Regions from separate parts of the Sus scrofa genome. Here all the other regions are linked to region 1. Evidence: chromatin contacts called from public Hi-C and promoter capture Hi-C data. All regions are on one chromosome and are shown on one strand. Each heading gives the region's core, a stretch centred on a gene start, on an enhancer-like site or on the middle of the called end of the contact. The rest is flanking DNA. Distances are from core to core; before and after follow the strand shown.

The links. Promoter capture Hi-C pulls out the DNA fragments that hold promoters and counts their contacts. Hi-C and Micro-C count contacts between places; a contact is called where the count stands out from the background.
Region 2: a Hi-C map of liver shows a contact between it and region 1, with 6 times the contacts expected there. The contact joins the promoter of SAP130 here to the promoter of IWS1 in region 1. A contact is called at or near these places in 1 of 5 promoter capture datasets (liver) and 1 of 47 Hi-C or Micro-C datasets (liver).
Region 3: a contact with region 1 is called in a promoter capture Hi-C map of liver, with 2.1 times the contacts expected there. The contact joins the promoter of POLR2D here to the promoter of IWS1 in region 1. A contact is called at or near these places in 1 of 5 promoter capture datasets (liver), 4 of 47 Hi-C or Micro-C datasets (embryonic fibroblasts, fetal skeletal muscle, mesenteric adipose tissue and 1 more) and 1 of 2 datasets of contacts at active chromatin or transcription factors (alveolar macrophages).
Region 4: a contact with region 1 is called in a promoter capture Hi-C map of liver, with 3 times the contacts expected there. The contact joins the promoter of WDR33 here to the promoter of IWS1 in region 1. A contact is called at or near these places in 2 of 5 promoter capture datasets (fetal liver and liver), 3 of 47 Hi-C or Micro-C datasets (embryonic fibroblasts, heart right ventricle and liver) and 1 of 2 datasets of contacts at active chromatin or transcription factors (alveolar macrophages).

Annotation. Positions count from the first base shown.
Region 1 is chr15:59,820,649-59,826,245 of Sscrofa11.1, reverse strand. IWS1 (protein IWS1 homolog) reads right to left here and starts at 3,457. Exons shown (of 14, transcript XM_021076423.1): 1 at 3,134-3,457; 2 at 582-697. The coding sequence starts at 3,167.
Region 2 is chr15:59,310,197-59,315,793 of Sscrofa11.1, reverse strand. It overlaps SAP130 (histone deacetylase complex subunit SAP130), which reads right to left and starts at 3,393. Exons shown (of 21, transcript XM_021076325.1): 1 at 3,217-3,393; 2 at 1,444-1,561. The coding sequence starts at 1,555.
Region 3 is chr15:59,476,826-59,482,422 of Sscrofa11.1, reverse strand. It overlaps POLR2D (DNA-directed RNA polymerase II subunit RPB4), which reads right to left and starts at 2,792. Exons shown (of 4, transcript XM_021076493.1): 1 at 2,649-2,792. The coding sequence starts at 2,721.
Region 4 is chr15:59,517,673-59,523,269 of Sscrofa11.1, reverse strand. It overlaps WDR33 (pre-mRNA 3' end processing protein WDR33), which reads right to left and starts at 3,438. Exons shown (of 22, transcript XM_021075457.1): 1 at 3,059-3,438.

The DNA.
Region 1 (5,597 bases), core at 2,208-4,707:
GACTCTATAACCAGGAAAGCAAATTAAACAGTTCAAATATATTTATGTATTAGGCCAAACATGTTGAAATGCTGTACACAAGATCCAACACTATTCTCTATTAATTAGCAAAACAGCTTTTTAAATTTTGTTTGCTGTTATTACATACACTGTATACACTGGTACAGTTCACATGAAGAAAGTCAAATCCTGATATAAATTTGATAGGTGATAACACCCATTACTTTCTACTTCAATTGTATTTCTTCAGACTGCAAACTCTCACTGCCCTAAGACATCACTCTGGGAATGGGGAATCCTGGTCAAATGTCAAATGCCTGGCCTATCTTTTGAATCAATAAGCACAGTTGAAACTGACTAATATCTGAAATGGGACTAAATCAGAACTATTTCCCTGTGATTACATAAGTAACCACACTATCCCTATTTATTTTAAAAGTAGTTCTCTGTTATTATTTTATAATCCTTTACTTCAAGAGTTTGAAGCTTAGACCCTATGACAGGGGTCTCTTCAACTCCTAAATAAAACAAGTCTCGGAGAACGCAAGGGAAAAGCCTCCCCAAAGATGTTTAGCCAATACCTCTGAATGACGTTCTACACTTCCAGTGTCTGATCCAGAGTGCTGCTCATTTACATCATCCTCAACGTCTGACCCTGAATCCCGTTCATCCTGTACTGGGGTAGCGCCACCATCATCTGCTTAAAAATAAAACAAAAACCCACTTAAGGTGTAAGATGGATGACATCTACAACTGAAATGAACACAATGAATCAAGAATAATGTAAGAGCAAAGGTTACCACTGATGAAGTATAACTAATGATGCTAACTTGTGAATAAGACAACAGTATAATACTTGTACAAACACCAATAATGATAACATGTATTATTCACACATGTGGCAGCGAAAATACATAAAGGAATGTGAAGCTTAGGAAACATCACCGAGTCAACAAACTCTAAATAACAGTATGCACTTTATTTCATCTTTATGTTAAAATAACAGTCTATTTTCTCCACAGCACACACTTACCACCTTCTAAATGTACTACACAACTTACCAAGTTAATTTTGTTTAATGTGGGTCTTTCCTCACTTGAATGCAAGTGCCAAAAGAGCAGGGATTTTGGTTCGCTGTTGAATCCCTGGAGCTCAGAACACTGCTCTGTACATGATGTACAGTATTTGTTTATGAATGAAGAGTACAAAGAACTCTAGTCCAGAAATTGTTCAAACTCCTTAAGAGAGAGCGTATACTACTACACTATTATTATAAAACGAATTGCAACCTACCTTTAAGCATACTTTAAAAATGCAAAGTAAGGGGCGCCTGCTGTGGTGCAATGGAATTAGCAGCGTCTTGGGAGCACTGAGACACAGGTTTGATCTCCAGTTCAGGCCAGTGAGTTAAGGATTCAGCGTAAGGTCACTACCGTGGCTAGGATCTGAAGCCTGGCCCAGGGGCTCCATATGCTGCAGATCAACCAAAAAAAAAGGGTAAAATTGTACTGAGAGGAATGTAGGGCTGTTGGAGGACATGGGAAGCCTTGGTTAGAAAGTTTGATTAAAAAAAAATTTTTTTTTCCTTTTATGGCTGCACCTGTAGCATATGGAATGAAGTTCCTGGGAGAGGGGTTCAATCAGAGCTGCAGCTGAGGCCTGTGCCATAGTCATAGCCAACACCAGATCCAAGCCTCATCTGTGACCTACACTGCAGCCTGAGGCAATGCCAGATCCTTAACCCACTGAGCAAGGGCAGGGATCACACCCACATCCTCACAGAGACAATGCTGGGTCCTTAACCTGATGAACCACAATGGGAACTCCCAAAATAAATAAATTTCAAAAATGAACTATAGACAATTACAAGAAAACCAAAATTTGTTTAAGAATGAAATCACTACATGTTTATGACTACTTAGCTAAGGAGTAAAGCATAAATTTTAATATATTTAATATTTTATTAACTAGTCAATAAAAATTACATTTTAACAGTTAAAATACGGGGGAGAAGAGGGCACAGAAGAGGCTAAAATCCTAGTCCTAGGATAAAAGGAAATCATTTCAAAATGCCTAAAAAAGATGCACTAAGATACAACATAAATTAGGAATACAGGAATAAAACAAAAAACAGCTTAAAAAATGAACATTCAAGGAACTAACTTTTCATGTCTTTCAGCACTTTATATGAAGTACTTGTTTAAAAATAATTTAAAAACACAAATGAAGTGACAACTAATTTGAAAACATAGGAAAAAACGTTTAAAGCAGTATATTGTCATTACTACTCGCCGTCATATAAGGAATTGAAGGTAACTCAAAACAGAAAAGAAGGTAGTTAACGCTCAGAAAATTATTTAAGCACTTTTTGATAAAGAATACTCAATGGAACTAGGACACAAAGGGAAGCAAAAGAAACGTTTTTATTCCCCACGAGATCCTGCCTTATTCGTCTCTTGATCTCCAGTGCCTAGCACAGAGTTAGCGGAGTGGGACAGAGAGCTCGTTGAGTAAACAGGAAAAGAAAAGAGAACAAACTCAAGCGAGGAGAAAAAGGAAAGCTCTCAATGTGAAGGACGGGCACCAAAATCACCAGTTAAGTCCCAGAGATACATATTCTAAAATATGTATACAACTCAAATAAGTGTTCTACATTTTCTTTAATGGGAGAAACTAGTTTGCAGGCGAGATCGAATTAGTCCCAACTCCGAGTGAAACGTCTGGAGGAGGTAAGATATCATACCCTCATATACCCCTTGGATTCTCGAAAAATACTCTCAACTCCTGAAAAGGGGGGGAAAAAAAAAAAAAAAAAAAAAAGTCCCGTATCAGGAGAGACCTTCCCTATTACTTTGCACAAAGAAAGCGCCTAATACCTAGAAGTTACTCCCCAATCTCAACACCTTTAGCCGACTCAGAAGACCGCTGTCCCCCTAGAATCCTCTCTCCAAGATTCCAACTTCGGGGCCCGCAGCCGGTCGGCGGGCTCTCCCCGCTCTGCCTCGGTCCTCTTCGGGCCGAGTCCGGCAAAGGAACGTCTCCGGGGCCTCCCCCTTTTCCCGCCGGGTGCGAGGCCAAGTTCTGCCAAGTAACCACTCCGCCCCCAGCCCTGTATCCTAGGTCCCTGCCCCACCTGACTGGTCGCCGCTGTAATATTCCGAGTCCATTTCAGGCGGCTCTCGGCGGGGAGTGTCTGCGCCCCGCGCCGCCCCCGTCACCTCCTTCCCGGCGCTGTGACCACCGATGGCGCGGCCCGGTGCTCAGAGGCTCCCGCCCGACCAAAGGGTTTGGAGAGTGCGGAGAATAAGGCAACAGGCAGCGGTAGAACCCTTTGATCTAGAAATCCCAGCAGCAGAGGCCCAACCCGGCGGGCGGGCAAAGCGTGTGGGTCAGCGCTCTACTTCCCAGAAGCACCTCTAGGGCCAAAATGGCGTCTGCCCACGACCCTCAAAAGAATGCAGTGCGCAAGCGCCGTCATCTGTCACCCGGCCAATGAGAAGACGCGACGGTAATAACGCACGGCACGGCCGGAAAGGAGACTAGTGGGAAAATAGAGCGGGAGTCGAAACTGCAGTTTAAAACCTCCCTTTGGAGGAACCTATCTCTGGTTCCCATGGAGATGATAATATTACCTTATTGGCTCTCCGTCTGCGCCTTGTTTGAGGATCTTCCGAAAAATGAAGACCCGCTAAAATTAAAATTTCCATGCTACGGTAATTAACTATCGTTCCCGTCATGCAGCGAGGCTCTTGATTCCCGCCTTTAGTACGGGGAAGCAGTGTCGCATTGCTCTCTGGGACTTGTGGTTCCAAGCCTAACGCGCTATGATGCTTTACTAAGTGGCATGATCAAAAGAGTCTCTTTTCAAGGCATTTTTCTTCCTTTCTAAAAAAACGACTGAATTTCCATATTAAGAAGCCTTTTGGTCAATGATAGGAAGTACAGGGTTTTGCATCCAGAAGGGCCCCTGGATGAAATCTTGGAGAAGAATAACATTTTTGAACCTTACTTGAGCCTTGTAAGTGCTTTCCTTGAGCCCTGTATACTCCTGGGAAACAGCAGTGGTTAAGATACTTACAGACCTGTTCAACTCACTGTAGAGTAGTACCATTCTTCTCCTTGTCTCTTAAGTAAAACTCACTCTCTGCTCTTTTTCATGAGTTCCATAAGACTTACAGAAGACCCACTTGCTTACCTGTGACAAGGTCAAAGACCTTTCCCCTTCTTCCTGAACCTGCTCATAAGGGCAGGTTCAGACCCCTTCAATTTCCTGTTCACATCTTTGCTCTTCTAAAACTAGCTAGATACAGAGATAAGCATATTCTGTTTACTTGACTGATATTTCCTGACTGCAAGTCAATCCATAATTTTTTCTACCTTCCTCCCTATGAAAGCATAAAACTATCCTGCGTAGACAAACTGATCTTCATATCTGGAGTGCTCTTCATTTGCAATACTCGGAATGAAGTCTATTTCCTTGCTTGATTGTTTTTGTCTTAAAGAGGACGACGTTATTGCCTTTTAATTGGAGGAGGGCCAGGGGAAGTATAAGCAAATATTTATTTCCTAGGAGGTATAGCCTTGCAGAAATAGGGCCTTTTGTTAGTTGACAAAGCATATATCTTGGACTGGGTTTCTGGGCATGCCTAGCCTATTATAAGGTCTCAGGTGGTGCCCTGAAAGGTCCACCTCATACGGTGGAGTTGAGATATGTGAATTCTCTGGTGCTGGCTATGCTATGAATTCTCAGAATGCCATTAGTCAAGCTACATCTCAGCTTTGATAACCCTGGAATACTTTGTTAGCCGGTCAGAATATGCTGGCAGAACCCAATGCTAGGCTCCAGAAAAGAACATGGAAAGAGAAGAAAGAAAGATGGATGGTTTCTCTCTGGAAATTCTCATTTTCTTGCAAGAGAGTTCATGGGCATTCTTTCCCCTGTATGGTGGAAATTAGGTTTTAAATTCAAGTCTGCCCCTTCAGAGGTAGGAATGACATCTCAGGCTGTTTTGAGAATTGTGAGAGCAAGGAATTAACAGTGCCTGGAACCAAAGGCACAAAATTAAATATTCATCTAATAGAAGAAGTCCCAGTATCTAAGTTCTCTTTTAAAGAGAATGGGTGAGACCATACCTATGTAAATTAAGGCAGAGTGAACAGGGCAGAAGTCCAGGAATTGGTTCAATGAAAGGGAACGCAGTGTAAATCCTGCCAATAAAGATCTTGTTACTTCACCAAAGGTACAAGATCAACAGTCATGAAAGTAATTGGGCTAAATAATGCAATTACAAGAGGATTAGTATTTTTATTATTTTTTTAATTGTATTACATTTATAGGTGTACAACAATCATCACAATCAAATTTTATAGCATTTGCATCCCCCCACCCCTGAACCTGTCTCATTTGGAAACCGTAAGTTTTTCAAAGTCTGTGAGTCAGTATCTGATATGTAGTACTAGGCAACAGTCTTAAGTATTTCCTTTTACATGGTTTCTTTCTTTCTTTATTATTATTTTTTTTTGCTTTTTTTTAATTACTCAAATCAATTTATCACATCTGTAGTTGTATAATGATCATAACAATCTGATTTCACAGG
Region 2 (5,597 bases), core at 2,144-4,643, 510 kb after region 1:
CTGAGATGAAACCTCAAAGAAGAACAAAGAATTAGTCAGATAAGTAAGTGTGGAAAGGAAGAAGACTGCGGGGGAGAAAAAAAAAACAAAATAAAACACCCCCAAACCAGAATATTTGATGTCCCCAGATCAAGAAAATTAGGAACTTTTTATCATTCATTCAGAAAATATGAGTAGCTACTGTTAAGCAGGAGGAATAAAGGAGCTTACACATACTTTCAGTCTAAACAGAACTAAAATAAATTTGTAACAAAAATGAAACTGGCAGGAAGGAGAAAAAGTAATAGAAAATGAGGCTGAAACATTAAACAAAGGGCCACAGTTCACAGGTAAGAGACAAAGACAGAACATTTTTTTTTTTTTTTGGTCTTTTTGCCTTTTCTAGGGCTGCTTCTGTGGCATATGGAGTTCCCAGGCTAGGGGTCTAATCGGAGCCATAGCCACAGGCCTATGCCAGAGCCACAGCAACTGGGGATCCGAGCCGCGTCTGCAACCTATACCACAGCTCACAGCAACGCCAGATCGTTAACCCACTGAGCAAGGCCAGGGATCGAACCCGCAATCTCATGGTTCCTAGTCGGATTAGTTAACCACTGCACCATGATGGGAACTCCAAAGACAGACCAATTAAATAGGATGCCCGAGTTTCTGGTTTGAGCAATGAGTAGATGGTAGTACCATTTACCAAGATAAGGAACAAAGAAATTAGGCAGTAAAAAAAGGAATAGAAAAAGGAGTATTTTTATTTCATTTTGTAATGTCATCTTTTTGATACATATAACAGATTATTTGAAGGAGTAGCTAGATTTCAGCACTGTTGACTGGACTGGATACTTTGTTGTAGGGGGCTGCTCTGCGCAGTGTAGGATGTTGAGCAGCACCCCTGGCCTATAAATATCAGACGCCAATAGCACCCCCTACTTGTGACAACCAAAAATATATTCAGACACTGCCAAATCCCTAGGGGGGCAAAATTATCACCAGCTGAGGACCACTGATCCACAGAATTCAAAGAGTGTACAACTAAAAGCCAAGATAAATATACATGTATAAATATCTTAAAGATAAAGATTTTTTTTTTCCTAGATAGTAAGCACCTAAAAGGCAAGACCTATGCATTATATACTTCTGTGCTCCCTCATGGCATTACTATTATACCCCTGAGCCTTAATTAAATTAAATATGAACACATTAAAATATTTTAAAAATAGTTCTTGTAGATGTGGTTTACTATACGTTTTATGTACACTCTGGTACATGTGAATCAAGCAGTTAAAAAAAGGGGAAAAAAGTCTCATTTATGTTAGAATTGTAATATATTCTTTCTTCAAATTCAATAACCTAGTATTCACTCAGATCCCACAAGGAATTTGCTAATTTTTAAAGTAGAAAACTGTCAATATCTTTAAAGCAGGAAGCAATATAGAATATCACACGTCTCACCTGTGGCAGCTGGGTTTATCAATCCTGCAGAACCACTGTTGGCTATCTGTGAAGGAGCCTGGCTTAGCCCGGTGGAAGGGGTTCCTAACCGAGGAAACTGTTGAGAACTCATTTCCACCTGCAGTGCATAGTCATATGGTTATTACTGGATTCTGAGATTGTAACCAATAATGAAAATTAAATCATCTTTAGTGCCTATATCTTCCCTTAGAGGAGCAAATGCAGCATCATTCATCTAAAACAGCACTTGTGTTCAACATTCAGTGCATAAATGGTCTAACTTCTTTAAGTTTCTGATGTACATAGGTTCAGTTAATGGCAAAATCGTAAAATCGTTTACATGGTTCTGAGAGATATTGTGACACCTCCCCCAAAAATACTTGTGGACTGCCACACTAAAAAGTCCACATTGCATCCTGTACAACAGTCACACGACAGGTATTAACGCAACATTTATGTAAACATGTAAAGTTTCCTGACAAGTGGCATGTGCCTTTGAAAGACTTAAGCTTCATACCAAGGTGAATTGAATTGTCATCAGTGTGTCACAGGAGAAATTGAAGGCAGAGCCCTGTCCTAAGACGGGATCAGAAACCTTACATCAAGACCTGACGCAAAAGGGATTTTCAATGCTATCCTGCACAGGCTCCATTTACAGATTTCTCTCCGACCCCCCCATCTCCCGCCCCTTTCACAGACCCCAGCTCAGCCAAAAGGAACTGAGACCTTCACCACCTTCTCTAAAATCTACCCCCACTTTTCGCTCAGGAGCCAAGCTCTGCCGATATCCCTGATTAGCCCGCAATCCTACCCCCCACCGTGAAGCCCACCGCCGAGATCAGAGAACACAGGTCTCCTGATACTTCGGGTCTCTGAATCCTCTGGAGAGGGGGGCAGGCGTTCTGAGGAGCCCCAGGACCAGTGTGCCTCTTTACCTGCAGCCGCCGCCCGCCCCTCCTAATTCAACCTCGCCGGGCCGGGGGTGCTGCGGAGGACCCAATGCGGTGGCAGCGCTGGGCTCCGAGATCGCGAGGACCGCTCGTGCCGCAGCGCCCCTCGGGCCCGTCGCTGTCCAGTCCCGCCGACCCCACTCACCCCGGCCCCCCGGCCGCCGCTCTGCTCCAGTCCTCTTCCCCGAACCTGCTCCTACCTCCCCCGCCCGCCCATTGGCCCCACGCCGGGTGCGTCACTCCAGGGCCTGCACCAATCCACCGCGGCCTGCGCGCTGTGATCCCGCCCCACCCTCCCGCCGACTGCCAGCCAATCAGGCGCGAGCCTCGCCAGGGCAGCCCAAACCCCCGAGGAAGAGCCAATGGCAGAGGAAGACAAGAGCTGCCGGCGAGAGGGGCGGGGAGCTGGGAGGCCCCGCCTCGGTCGGGGTCTGAAAGCGGCGGGCGCAGGGCCCGGATGTGGAGAGTCACTTTAAACTGCTCCAGGAGCCAAACTCCCTGGGCCGCCCGCCCGCCCGCGCTCCCCCGGCCTCTCAGCTTCCCCGCCAAGGCCCACGCCCGCCACGCCCCCAAGCCCAACTCAGCCCAGCCTTCCCGACGGCTTTCCATTCCTTGTCGCAGGACACCCGGCCCCTGCAGCCGGCCCAACTGCCGTGCTCAGTTCACGAAAGAGTACAGGTCCGCGCCGCAGAAAACGAGGCACCGCTGCCCTTCTCTGGGGACGCGCAGCGGGACGGACGCTGCAGCCCGGCTCGGCCGCCCCGCCCCCTCGTCTCCTCCCCTCCCCTTTCCCTCCCCTCCTGGGCGCACGTCCCGCCATTACCTGAGTGCTGCGCCGAGTGGCCGCCTTGCCGCCTCGAGCTGGTTCCCGTGCGCTCTCCGCCTGCGGAGCCGACGTCCTCGGGCTCCAGGACCCGCCGCCGCCGCCGAGGCGCTAGCACTCGGTCCCCCACCCCTCTGCCCAGCGCCGCTGCTTCCGCCGCCGTAACGAGCCTCTCACCCACTGGCTGGGGTAGGCCCCGCCCTCATCCGGGAAAGCCAATCACCGTTCAATATGAGTGGAGAGCGGACGGGCCTGCCCCTCGGGGCTGCAGAGGCCTCTGGGAAAGGTAGTTCTGGTGCTGAGAAGGCGGGCCTGGGCGGGGCGTCCTGGCGACCCGGCCGAAGCAACACACCCCTTAGCTATTTAGCGACGGTTCTGCCGTTTTTCTTTGCCTAGTGAAAAGCTGCTACCCTTTTGCCTCATGTGATGGCACCAGGTTTCATTTTTCCGAGGGAGTTGCGGCGCGGGAATAGGGTAATGGAGGCCGACTGCAGCGTACCGAAGGGGCCGCAGGCAGGGCTGAGGGTTTTCCGGACTGTACTGGATTCTCCGCGCTGCGTGTGGGACTTGATGTCCCCATTGAGGCCATGACCCGCGAAGCTTGAGCGTCATGGGAGGCTCGGGTGCACGGAAACGAAGGGACTCAGTCGGGTTTGCACTGGCCTCGCTGCGTGGGGAACTTGGCCGGGAGCCGAGCACACTCGGGTTAAAGCGGGCTCGGAGAGGTGCCTTTGGCGCAGGACTCAGGCGCGGTGCACCTGCTCAGACTTTCCGGATTACGGAGAAGCGGAGGGAGGTGGTGGTGATTTGTTTTGTTTGGGGTAGAGTGTTGGAGTTATACGGCTGTGGAAGTCTTAGCCAAAGCTGCGAAAGCAGAATGAGTCTGATACTAGAGATTATGTCCCTCCGCCAATCTTCCTAGACGGTAAATTAGTCTGGAGTTTTGCGATAGGAAATAAATGGGGCTCAAATCCCTTCTTCCTTTCGTGCACAGCTACATTCTTAGTACAAAAAGGGCAGCTCAAGGCTATGCCCCCTCTCCTTTCTCAAGACATCTTCCTTTCTAACACTCTTCCCTTCTCACATTTCTTCTATAAGTAACTGACGTGATATACTTTAGCCATCTCTCTCCTAGACTCTGCCTGCTCCTGCCTCTTCTTACACTGCTCCCTCCACTAACCTACTCACCTTCACTCAGTGGTCCTTGCTTAGTTTAAGAGCAGGAATTCCTCCTTAAAATGGTCTTCCCTTGGCCTCCAGAACCACACTCTCTCCTGATTCTTCTTCTGCCCCTATTCAGCTGTTTTATACTTCTCTTTTCTCCAAGGCTCCGACCCTCTCTTAATGCTACACTATCTTCCTAAGTAGCTTAATACACTCTCACAATTTACAGCATCATTCTTCTGCATTTTTTTCTGTCTTTTATCTTTTTAGGGCCGCACCTGTGGCACATAGAGGTTCCCAGGCTTGGGGTCTAATCAGAGCTATAGCTGCCGGACTATGCCACAGCCACAGCAACGTCAGATCTGAGCCACGTCTGCGACCTACACCACAGCTCGTGGAAACGCCAGATCCTTAACCCACTGATGGAGGCCAAGGATCCAACCCACAACCTCATGGTTCCTAGTTGGATTCGTTCCCACTGCGCCACGGCAGGAACTCCTACAGCATCATTCTTGAAAATGACTCAGTTTTATCTGCATAGTGACCTCTGTCTTGAGTTGTACACCTACAGTTCCAAACATATGTCTTACAAGCCCCTGAGATTTAACATGTTGAACACTTGTATTGATTAGCCTCACCTCCTGATTTCTGGGTTGGATTAATGGTGTCACCATTCTCTCTGCCTTTGGTTTTACTCTTTTTGGTTTCTGTGCTTCCATCTCCCAGAGTCACCATATGTACTCTGTACTTCCTTTCCAGCCACTTCCATAGCCTTGGCTCAACCTTTCATTAATTCCTGTCTGGATTATAGTAGTCCTTACCCCACTCAAGTCATTCCTACCCCAACCTACCCTGCACAGAATTCTCTTTCTTTCCTCCCTCTCTCCCTTCCCTCTTTCCTTCCTTTTTGCTTTTTAGGGCTGCACCTGCATCATATGGACGTATCCAGGCTAGGGGTCAAATCGGACCTGCAGCTGCTGGCCTGCGCCACAGCCACAGCAACACGGGATCTGGGCCACATCTGTGACCTATGCAGGATCCTTTAACCTACTGAATAAGGCCAAGGATCGAACTCTCATCCTCAGGGATACTAGTCAGGTTTGTTACCCACTGAGCCACAATGGGAACTCCCACAGAGTTCTTTTCCTAAAGCATTTATCTGAATCTGTTCTTCCCGGCCATAATGTTCCCATAACTTCAGAATATATTTCAAACCT
Region 3 (5,597 bases), core at 1,543-4,042, 340 kb after region 1:
CCAGTGCTATACTGCTGTGGTACAGGTTTCATCCCTGCACTAGGAATTTCCACATGCTGCACATATGGCTAAAAAAAAAAAAAAAAAAAATCTGTAATTTTTATAGCAAAATCCTACATTTGCAAAGAAAAAGAATGTACATGTATGTATTCATAAATGAGCAGTTTAGAAACTTTACAGTAGTTTCCTCAGGGTGAAAGGGAGGGGAATTTCACATTTTACTATGGATATAGTAATTTTTTATTTTATTTTTTGCTTTTTAGGGCTGCACCTGTGGCAAATGGAGGTTCCCAGGCTAGTGGTTCAATCGGAGCTATAGCTGCTGGCCTATACCACGGCCACAGCAACATGGGATCTTAGCCGTGGGACCTATACCATAGCTCATGGCAATGCCAGATCCTTAAGCCACTGAGTGAGTGAGGGATTAAACCTTATCTTCATGTATACTAGGCAGGTTTGTTGCTGCTGAGTTACTTGGGAACTCCTAAGATACGACATTTTAAAATCTTAAGCTTTCTAGGAGTTTCTGTCATGGCTTATCGGAAACAAATCTGACTAGGAACCATGAGGTTGCGGGTTTGATCCTTAGCCTCGCTCAGTGGGTCAAGGATCCAGTGTTGCGGTGAGCTGTGGTGTAGGTTGCAGACGTGGCTCATATCTGACATTGCTGTGGCTCTGGCGTTGGCCAGCAGCAACAACTCCCGTTAGACCCCTAGCCTGGGAACCTTCACATGACAAAAGTGCGGCCCTAAAAAGACAAAAGGCATTTTATTTATTTTTTAATAAATAATATCTTAAGTTTTCTACTCATTTTGGGTTTCTAAATTACAAACTAAGTACATCACACTGCACAAAGGAAGTTTCCTGATAGCAAAAATGTGTTTTACTTGCTGCCACGTGACAAAGATTCTCTCTCTGACCAAACTCTAGGCAGAATCCTTTGCACCCTCTTCTTGGCTAGGACTCAACTTTGGCCCACAGACTTGAACAAAACACTAACATGATTTCTAACAGCTCAAGATTACATGATTTCTAACTGCATTCCTGGGATGAGTCTAGCTCCTTTAAAGTAACTGCCTATAACAGGAACTATACTATAAGTAGCTCCAGTTGTGGCTCAGCAGTAATGAACCCAGCTAGCATCCATGAGGAATCGGGCTCGATCCTCAGCCTTGCTCAGTGGGTTAAGGATCCAGTGTTGCCGAGAGCTGTGTGTGGTGTAGGTCACAGACGAGGCTCGGATCTTGTGTTGCAGGCCAGCAGCTGCAGCTCGGATTTGACCCCTAGCCTGGGAACTTCCATATGTGGCCCTAAAAATCAACAAAATAAAGTAAAATAAAATAAAATAGCTGCCTATGAAAACTAAAGGCTGCCAAAATAATTCACTATTTATTCCAGCCACCTCCTGGAGATAGAGCCCCCATCCCCAGCCCAGAGCAGAAGTGGGAGGGTAGGAACCTGATTTTTTGGTGTTCCCGTCGTGGCACAGTGGAAATGAATCCGACTAGGAACCATGAGGTGGCGGGTTCAACCTCTGGCCTTGCTCAGTGGGTTAAGGATTTGGCATTGCTGTGAGCTGTGGTGTAGGTCACAGACACGGCTCGGATCTCATGTTGCTATGGCCATGGTATAAGCCAGCAGCTGCAGCTCCGATTAGACCTCTAGTCTGGGAACCTCCATATGCTGCAGGTGCGGCCCTAAAAAAAAAAAAAAAAAAAAAAAAAAAAATTATTATAGTTGATTTACAGTGTTCTGTCAATTTTTGCTGTACAGCAAAGTGACCCAGTTATACATTTATACACCTTCTTTTTTTCACGTTATCTTCCATCATGTGTCATCACAAGGGATTATACACAGATCCCTGTGCTATACAGCAGACTCTCAGGAGCCTAATTTTCCTAAGTGACAGTTAACAAATCCAAATGGGTTTCAAACTGACCAACTCTTCTCTTCCCATTTTTCTTTTAATAATGATTTTTATTTTTTCCATTAGAGTTGGTTTACAGTGTTCTGTCAATTTTTTACTATACAGCAGAATGACCCAGTCACACATGCACATATATATTTTTTCTCACATTATCCTCCACCATGCTCCATCACAAGTGACTAGATATAGTTCCCATTTCTACACAGCAGAATCTCACCGCTTATTCACTCCAAATGCTATACTTTGTTCTTCCCATTTTTCGTAGTTTTTCACTTCCCTGACCCTAGTAAGCCCCGCTCACCTCTCCCTATTCCCTCATTCTCTCTTTAAAACGTTCAGTCACCTCTCTACAAATCCAAGTTGGGACTAGTCTACGCTTGACTCTTTTCTCTACTGCAATGGTATATTACTGATTAAAATCGGTCCTGACCCCTTTAGTGCCGGTTTTATCTTTGACACATCCCTCCAGAACTTCGCAGAGTTTATCAGATAAAACGAATTACTTAAACAGGAGTAAGAGGCCGCCCAGAGCCAGTGCGGAGTTGGGCGCCGAAGGCTCCAGAGCGGTAGGTGTGCAATCAAGCTGGCCTGCTCTCACCGTACCGCTCCCCGCTGGCCTGCATCCCCCTCCTCCCGGCCCTTCGCCGCGCCCGCCAGCCCCAGCTAGGCCTACGCCAACCACACCGGACAACCGGGATAGTCGGGAAGCCCCAGGCCGCACCTTTGGGAAAAATGAGTTGTGAGGCATCCTCCTCTACATCACCAGCCCGCGGATCGCTGCCACCAGCCGCCATTGACCTGCCACGAACCTCCACTCGCACCGCCGGAAACGGAAGCGCCGATCCACGAAACACAGCACGGAAGGGGCGTGGTTTCGGAGACAGGGCGGAGTCCGAATAGGGTTGAGCAGGCCCCCACATGTGGGCGGACCCTCTGGGCTGGGCGGAACCTCTGGGCTGGGCGGGACCTGGATGGGGCGGGCGAAGCTGGGAGGCGGCAGAGAGGAGTGAAGCGACCTTAGGCTGCTCCCAAGGAAGTGGAAAGGAGCCCGAGACCGGGATTGCGGGGCTCACTCATCGCCGAGGGGCCGTCCTGCACTGGCCTCGCGGGAGAAGCCATCCTCGCCTCTTCCCCCGTACGCCCTTCGCCGCGCGGCGTGGCGACCGGTCGCTATACCTCTCTGAGGCTCAGTTAACTCACCTGTGGGGTGTGGATGAGAATACCTGCCTCCCAGGGCAGAGGGAAGGATTAGATGAGATGCAGGAACGCGCGGTTCCGAGCAGCTGGAACGAGAGGAACTCTCCTTGATGGGAAGCTGGGTAGGTGACTGAAAACGTATGATTTCCTTTATAGCCTTAAGCATTTAAAATTTTTTATTTGTAGTGGATTTTTCTAATACTTCTGAGCACGTGGATAGTGATATCGAGAGGCCTGATGGAATATTTGGGTGATACTTAGAAAACTAAGCAAATGAAAAATGATTTTGTTTCCAATGTGAGAGAAAACAGATGGTTGTACAGTGAAAGGAATAATCATAGTGCACTACTTGGCTCAGCAATGAACAGTGCTTAAGTATCATGTAAACTCTGCTAACAAAAAAAGGCATTACCAGACAAGACTAATTTTTACAAAATTAATTTGCCTTTTTTTAAATTTAATTTTTATTTATTTATTATTATTATTATTATTTTGTCTTTTTGCCATTTCTTGGGCCGCTCCTGCGGCATATGGAGGTTCCCAGGCAAGGGGTCTAATCGGAGCTATAGCCACCAGCCTACGCCAGAGCCACAGCAACGTGGGATCCAAGCCGCCTCTGCAACCTACACCACAGCTCACGGCAATGCCGGATCGTTAACCCACTGAGCAAGGCCAGGGATCGAACCCGAAACCTCATGGTTCCTAGTTGGATTCGTTAACCACTGCGCCACGACGGGAACTCCTAATTTGCCTTCTATCTGTATTTCCAAAAGAGATGTATTGGGTAAATCAATGGTAGTTTATATAGTATTGGCAGAGCTTTTTACTGCTTCAAAGTGCTTTCCTACACAATCCAACAGAGCTGTGGATTGATGTTCTGATGAAGAGGCTGGGGACAGGTAGCTGCTGGGTATGGGAGGTAGTTCTGAAGCTCAGTGTAGGCCTCTTTCTCCCATTTAGCCACCCAGCAGGACTTTACAGAGTACCTACTGCTTACCGGACCTCATCATGTGCTGGCCCCAAGGCTAGCTGGATCTTCTGCACACACACAGCAGGAAAGAAGTCAACAGGTGAAGAAAGAAGAAAAGAGGATAACAAATACATCCAATAACGTGTCACAGGGTGATTTGTCCACATTTTCATTCAAGAAACCATAAATACTTATGTGCAAGGCCCTGAAGTTAAAAAGGTGAATCAGTCCTAGAGCTGTCCCCAAAAGGAGCTCTCTACAGGTAGTTGATGCAAGACCTGGACTTACTTTTCATAATGACAGACAGAAAGTGGCAAGTGGTCTGAGAAGTAAGGAAGCATACAAAGAGGTCATCACATTGCTCAGGAGCTACTACGGTTCTTTTTTTTTTTTTTTTTTTTTTTTTGTCTTTTTGCCTTTTCTAGGGCTGCACCCGTGGCATATGGAGGTTCCCAGGCTCGGGGTCGAATTGGAGCTGTAGCTGCCAAGCCTATGCCAGAACCATAGCAATGCGGGATCCGAGCCGCATCTGCAACCTACACCACAGCTCACGGCAACGCCAGATCCTTAACCCACTGAGCAAGACCAGGGATTGAAGCAGCAACCTCATTGTTCTTCGTCGGATTTGTTAACCACTAGCCAGGACAGGAACTCCAATGGTTCTTTGTACAGTATTGGTCCAGTCAAGTCCTTCCACTATCCCAGTGAGTGTGCCTTTCAAAAGCAGATATTTATACCAAGGTCACACAGACCCTGGATTGATATACCCCCCAAAAAGAATGATATGGAATTCCATGCTGTTTACAGGTGGAATTACAGAAATGGAATACTCATCTCTAGAATCATTTCTCTTGAAGAAACAGAATTCCTCTCACACAGTCGGTCTGTGGTTAACCAGTCGTTTGTAATGTATCTCCAAATTTATCATCTAACCCTGACCATATAAACCTCTTGCCAACTGTAAGGGCCTCAGAACTGGTATCTTAAAAATTTTACATACTTGCAAATAAAAATTTAAACCAAAGACTAACAATATCAACACGTGAATGTAAAGTTTGAAAAATCATTCCTTGTCATTTTCTCCAAACCTCATCCTTTCTGGGCCATCCAAAATCGAGCAATGTTTTCCTCTAGGTCAGACCACACCCATGTCCCAAAGTCTCTGTTTGGGTTAATTAACCTCATCAAATGTTATGTTAAATTTGAGCATTGCCCCCCTACTCCCTCTTCAGGTTGTAGCTTTCTGGGCAAGTTCTGTGTTATTGGAAAACTTAATGACAACTACGAACTTTTTTCCTAGGGGAAAAAAGTTTTTTTGTTTTTTGTTTTTTTTGCTATTTCTTTGGGCCGCTCCCGTGGCACATGGAGGTTCCCCGGCTAGGGGTCTAATCGGAGCTGTAGCCACCGGCCTACGCCAGAGCCACAGCAACGCGGGATCCGAGCCGCATCTGCAACCTACACCACAGCTCACGGCAACGCCGGATCCTCAACCCACTGAGCAAG
Region 4 (5,597 bases), core at 2,189-4,688, 300 kb after region 1:
TCACATCTGCAACCTACACCACAGCTCACAGCAATGCCAGATCCTTAACCCACTGAGCAAGGCCAGGGATCGAACCTGCAACCTCATAGTTTCTAGTCGGATTCGTTAACCACTGAGCCACGAAAGGAACTCCTGAGTTAATTTTTTAAGTGAAAATGAGAAAGAGAGGAATGGGTGAAATGGATACAGGGGCTCAAAAGGTACAAACTTTCAATTCTAAAAGAAGTCAGTTAAGGGGATGTAACAAACAGCATGGTGACTACAGTTAATAACACTATCTTGCATATTTAAAAGTTTCTAAGTGATTGGATCTTAAAAAGTTCTCATCACAGGAAAAAAACTTTGTAGATGTATGATGATGCACTTACTGGGGTGATCACTTTGCAATACACGCTAATACCAAATCACTATGTTGAACAGCTGAAACTAGTTAAAATGTTATGTCAATTATACCTCAATGTTTTATTTATTTATTTGTCTTTTCTGGGCCGCACCCTCAGCATATGGAAGTTCCCAGGCTAGGGGTCTAATCGGAGCTACAGCTGCCAGCCTACACCACAGCCACAACATCGCAGGAGCCGAGCCACATCTGCAACCTACACCACAGCTCACCACAACACTGGATCCTTAACCCACTGATCGAGGCCAGGGATCAAACCCGAAACCTCATGGTTCCTAGTCAGATGCGTTTCCACTGCGCCAGGGTGGGAACTCCAATCATACTTCAATTTTTAAAAAGAAAATGACTTCAATTAAATTCAAGTCACAGAAAGAAAAATGTCAAAATTTACTGAATTATGTAGTAGACACTTCCTTTCACCTTTGAGATAAATATCATAATTAATATTTTTATAAATAAGGAAACTGAAGTTCAGACTGTAACTGACCAACTATGAAAAAGCTAGTTAGTGGTAAGCCTGGTATTCAAACCTAGGTAGGTCTTCTACTGCTAGAACCCTTCCCCTTTCCAATTGTATCCAGCTCTGGGAATGTAAAAGCATTCAAATTTATGAATATAAGGTACAATACACACATGATAAAGTCAGTCAGTCTACCAGAAAATATTAAAATGTTCAAGAACCAGAAAGGATGAGAGTAATGTCTGTAAGATTTTCCAATACTATATATACTTACGAGTCTCAGAGAAACGTTCACTATTCCAAAAGAAAAAGAATTAACTCTAACAAGCAAAAGTTTCAACACAAAATCATGGAATAATGTTTGGCAGAAAACTAGGACAATCTGGAGTCTTAAACAACAAATCTGGAATGCTTAAACAAGCTGTTAAGTTTATGGCATTTAAATAAATATACTTTGATAATGAAAACTTCTAATTTGCAGGCTCTATTTAATACTACCTTATCTAAAAGTTGTTTTTTTTTCCCCCTAAGCAGCCTCAAATGGATTACATAAATACATTCTTGGTGAAAACCTTTCACTATTATCTTTGTCAATATACTGTTATAGTTATAAAGCTTTATTTTACCTTACTTTCTTATTCTGAAATATGAAACCGTTGGAAATTCGGCAATAATCAACATGTTGTATTGGGAAGTAACGGGAAAGTATAGAGGCTTGTTACTTAGCAAAGGACTCTGAATAAGCACCTTAAGTGGTTACCAAAAGTATAACTAAAGCCTTAGCTCAAGACAAAACTGTGATGGCAAAAATCTGTCCTTTACTATTTTCCACCAACCAAACAATGCCAACTTCATAGATAAGGCTTCATTTTTTTTTTCCTAAAGCATTGTAAGGCCAACTTTCTAACCAAATTCTTCCCATAAACTTCAAGAAAAAAAGAGATAAATATGAAACTCCAAGCCTCAGAGCAAACTGGAATCGATAAAATATTTAACCTTCTTGTAGGCAAGAAGATCAATTAAAAAGTGCAATAAAAGATGGGTGTCAAACGCAGTTATTATTAGGAAAAGAAAAAAGACATCAGGAGAACAATTAACATGACTCCTTTAAACTAACAGTCTCTAAAAGTTTTGCCAGAATTAAACAGATGTACCACTGCATCACGTTCACAGGCAAAAACAAACAAACAAACAAAAAAAAAAAAACACTGCGTGGAGATACAGGTAATACTCTATCTCCATAGTGTACTTTAAAAGTCAACTCATTGCTCCCGAGGTATTTCTCATAAATCTTTTTTTTCAAATTCTGATGTCTCCCGAAGTTTCCAACAGCCTACTATCATTTGCTAAGAAATTACTTTAAAACATTCTTGAGAGACTTTTCTATCAAAAACCTGTGCTTTTCTGATTTGATTTAAACAGATCCAATTACGGGAATTCCTATCGACCAGCCTCCTTCTCCTTTCTGCGGAAGAGCTACCAACCACAGGGATTTACAACAAAGTACCAACTTTTTTTTTCTTTCCTTAAAAAAAAGAACGCTTTCTAAGAACCTAAAAATCTAGTTGCCAAAAGGCAACTTAAAATTGGAGATGCGCAGGGAGTTATTAAAGAATTTTCAGAGAACATGATCTAAACCAAACAAAGTAGGAATGTAACTGTTCCAAAGGAGGAACAGGGGTTTTATGCCTGTCAAGCTTTAGATTTATATCTGTGAAAATTGCCGATTTCAAGCCATAATAATTACGAGACTAAACCTTCCGCCGTTTTACAGGTTTCTCATTAACTAACTTCCCGTGACCCCTTCAACCAACCACTCAAAGCCACACTCATTCAACTCTCGGCCCAACCCCTTCCACTCCCGCCCCAAATTTCAGTTTAACGCGCTTCCACCTCCAAACTTCACAGCTTTATCCATAACCTTACTACTACCTACGTCTTCTAGTCGTCACTTGTCCCCAGTCAGAGTTTTAGTCCTACCATGCCCTCCTTTCCCGGTCTGCCGCAAGCTTCCAAGCCCTCCCCCCTAAGTGCTGAAACCGCCACAAAAAGCCCCAGACAGAGATCCTCTCTGCTCTTCCAACCTGTTCCCAAGCGCCCCTCTAGGCCCCCAAAGCACGCAACGGCCGAGATGGAAAATGGCGGAGAGTGCCGCCGCCTGCTGCAGGCGACCGGTCCCGTGCCGCCGCCAGACTCACCCTCCGGGGCTGAGCAGAGCTCCCAATGACTGGCGAGCGAAATGTCGGTCTTCACAGCCGGGAACGTCTCTCCTTCCTGGCCTCCCCCCTCCGCCCGTCTCAATCCCACTCCTCCAAAAGAGCAGCCGCCATCTTCCCCTATGAACCACCGAGCGCACGCCTATGCGTCATCACGCATCGGCATACGCTACTACGTCACGCGCGTCTGGGCCGACGGGCTCTTTAGAGTTCAAACTGCGCATGTGTGCAGGTGAGAGGCGGGACCTTGTTGCAAACCACGTGGCTTCACTGAACAACTCCTTTGTTCCAGCTCAGTGGAGATCGGCGCTGTCTGGAACGAGGAGGAAAGAGGAGCGGGTGGTCTCGCCTGTTTTCTTCACATTGTGAGCTAACCTTGATGCTTTCAAAAATACCCCGGTTTCCAAAATTTGAATAGGAAATTTATTCGGGGTGGTGCTGCAGTCCCGTTTATTCATCCGTGAAATCAGAGCACCTGCCTGAGAATATTTTGAGAATTTAAATGAAGGCTCGGAGTTGAGTCAAGCATACAGTTTTCGTACTTTAGATACCTCTAGGTTATCTCGTTTCCTCACTGAGAGTTGAGACCAGGTTATAAAAATTGAGCCCTGAGGTGCAACCACTTTGGAAAACTTTACACAGTCGCTCCTAAAGTTTAGCATCCCCCCACTCTGAGACTCGGTAGTCCCATTCCAAGAGGGCTGAGTGCATACGTTCACCAAAGGCATGCACAGCAATGTTTAAAGCAGTTTTTTGTTGTTGTTGTTGTTGTTGTTTGTAATAATCACTGGTAACTCAAACGCCCATCAGCAGTTGTGTAAACAAGTTATGATGTGGTCATGCAGTGAGCTACTATGTAGCAACAGGAAATTCAGACATATCTCAGACATACTGCGTGTTCTATTCCCCACAACTGTAATAAAGCTAATATTTAAATAAAGTGAATCACAAATTTTTTGGTATCTAGCGCATATGTTATATTTGCACTATACTGTAGTCTTTAAGTGTGCAATAGCACTAAGTTAAAACAAGTACACACCTTACTTTTAGAAGGCTTTATTGCTAAAAAAAAAAAAAAATCCTTTATCTGACAACGCAGGGTTGCCACAAACTTTCACTTAGTTTTTTTTTTTTTTTTTTAAAGGCAATAGCAGTGAAGCACAATAAAAGAAGGTATGTCTGGGAGTTCCTGTTGTGGCTCAGCAGAAAGGAATCTGACCAGTATCCCTGAGGATGCTGATTCCATCCCTGGCCTCGCTGTGTGGGTTAAGGATCCAGTGTTGCCCTGAGCTATGGTGTAGATCCCAGATGCAGCTCCAATCCCACCTTGCTGTGACTGTGACATAGGCCTGCAGCTGTAGCTCCGATTTGCCCCCCAGCCTGGTAACTTCCATATGCCGTGGGTGCAGCCCTTAAAAGCAGAAAAAACAAAAACAAAAAAACAAAAAAGGTTTGTCTGTAACTACTGATAAATGCAACAAACTTGATGAATATCATAAATTTCCTTCTGTCAGGCACAAAAGAAGACACTGGATGATCCCATTTATAGAAAGTTAAGAATACAACTAAAACAAACAAGTTGCCTTCTAATTTTAGGATAAAAAATTTAAGTCAACATGAATCAAGAATCTTAAAAAAATGTATTACTTTTCATTCTAATTCCTCTTCTAAAAATCTATCCTAAGGATATTCTCAGAAGTGTGCAAAAAGGGAATTCCCATTGTGGCTCAAGAGGTTAAGAACCCAACTAGTTTCCATAAGGATGCAGGTTTGATCCCTGGCCTCGCTCAGTGGGTTAAGGATCTGGTGTTGTCCCAAGCTGCACCAGGGTCTTAGACTCAGCTTGAATCTGACATTGCTGGACCTATGGCATAGGCTGGAGCTGCAGCTCCAATTGACTCCTAGCCCAGGAACTTCCATGGTGCCACATATGTCGCCCTAAAAAAAAAAATAAAGTTAAAAAAATGTATGTACAAAATTTTCATTGAAATATTGATAGCGTTGCCCTGAGCTGTCCTATAGGTGGAAGTTGCAGCTCGGATCTGATGTTGCTATGGCTGTGGTGTAGGCCGGTGGCTACAGCTCTGATAAGACCCCTAGCCTGGGAACCTCCATATGTCGAGGGTGAGGCCCTAAAAAAACAAACAAACCAAAAAAAGCAAAAAAAAAAAAAAAAAAGCAATTTAAATGTCTGATAGCAGATAATGGCTAAATAATGGCACATGCATACCATATAATATTACCTGGACATTACAAAGTTTCAATACAAAGTTTTTATGATGACACCAGAAATACTAATTATCTAATTTTAGTGGAACATGAATAGGAAGAACTGTAATATGTTTTGTTTTGTTTTGTTTTGTTTTGCTTTTTAGGGCCACACCCATGGCATATGGAGGTTCCCAGGCTAGGGGTCCAATCGGAGCTATAGCTGCTGGCCTACACCACAGCCACAGCAATGCCAGATCCGAGCTGCGTCAGACCTGCTCAAGGTTATCTTTTCATCAAAAAAATTTTAGCC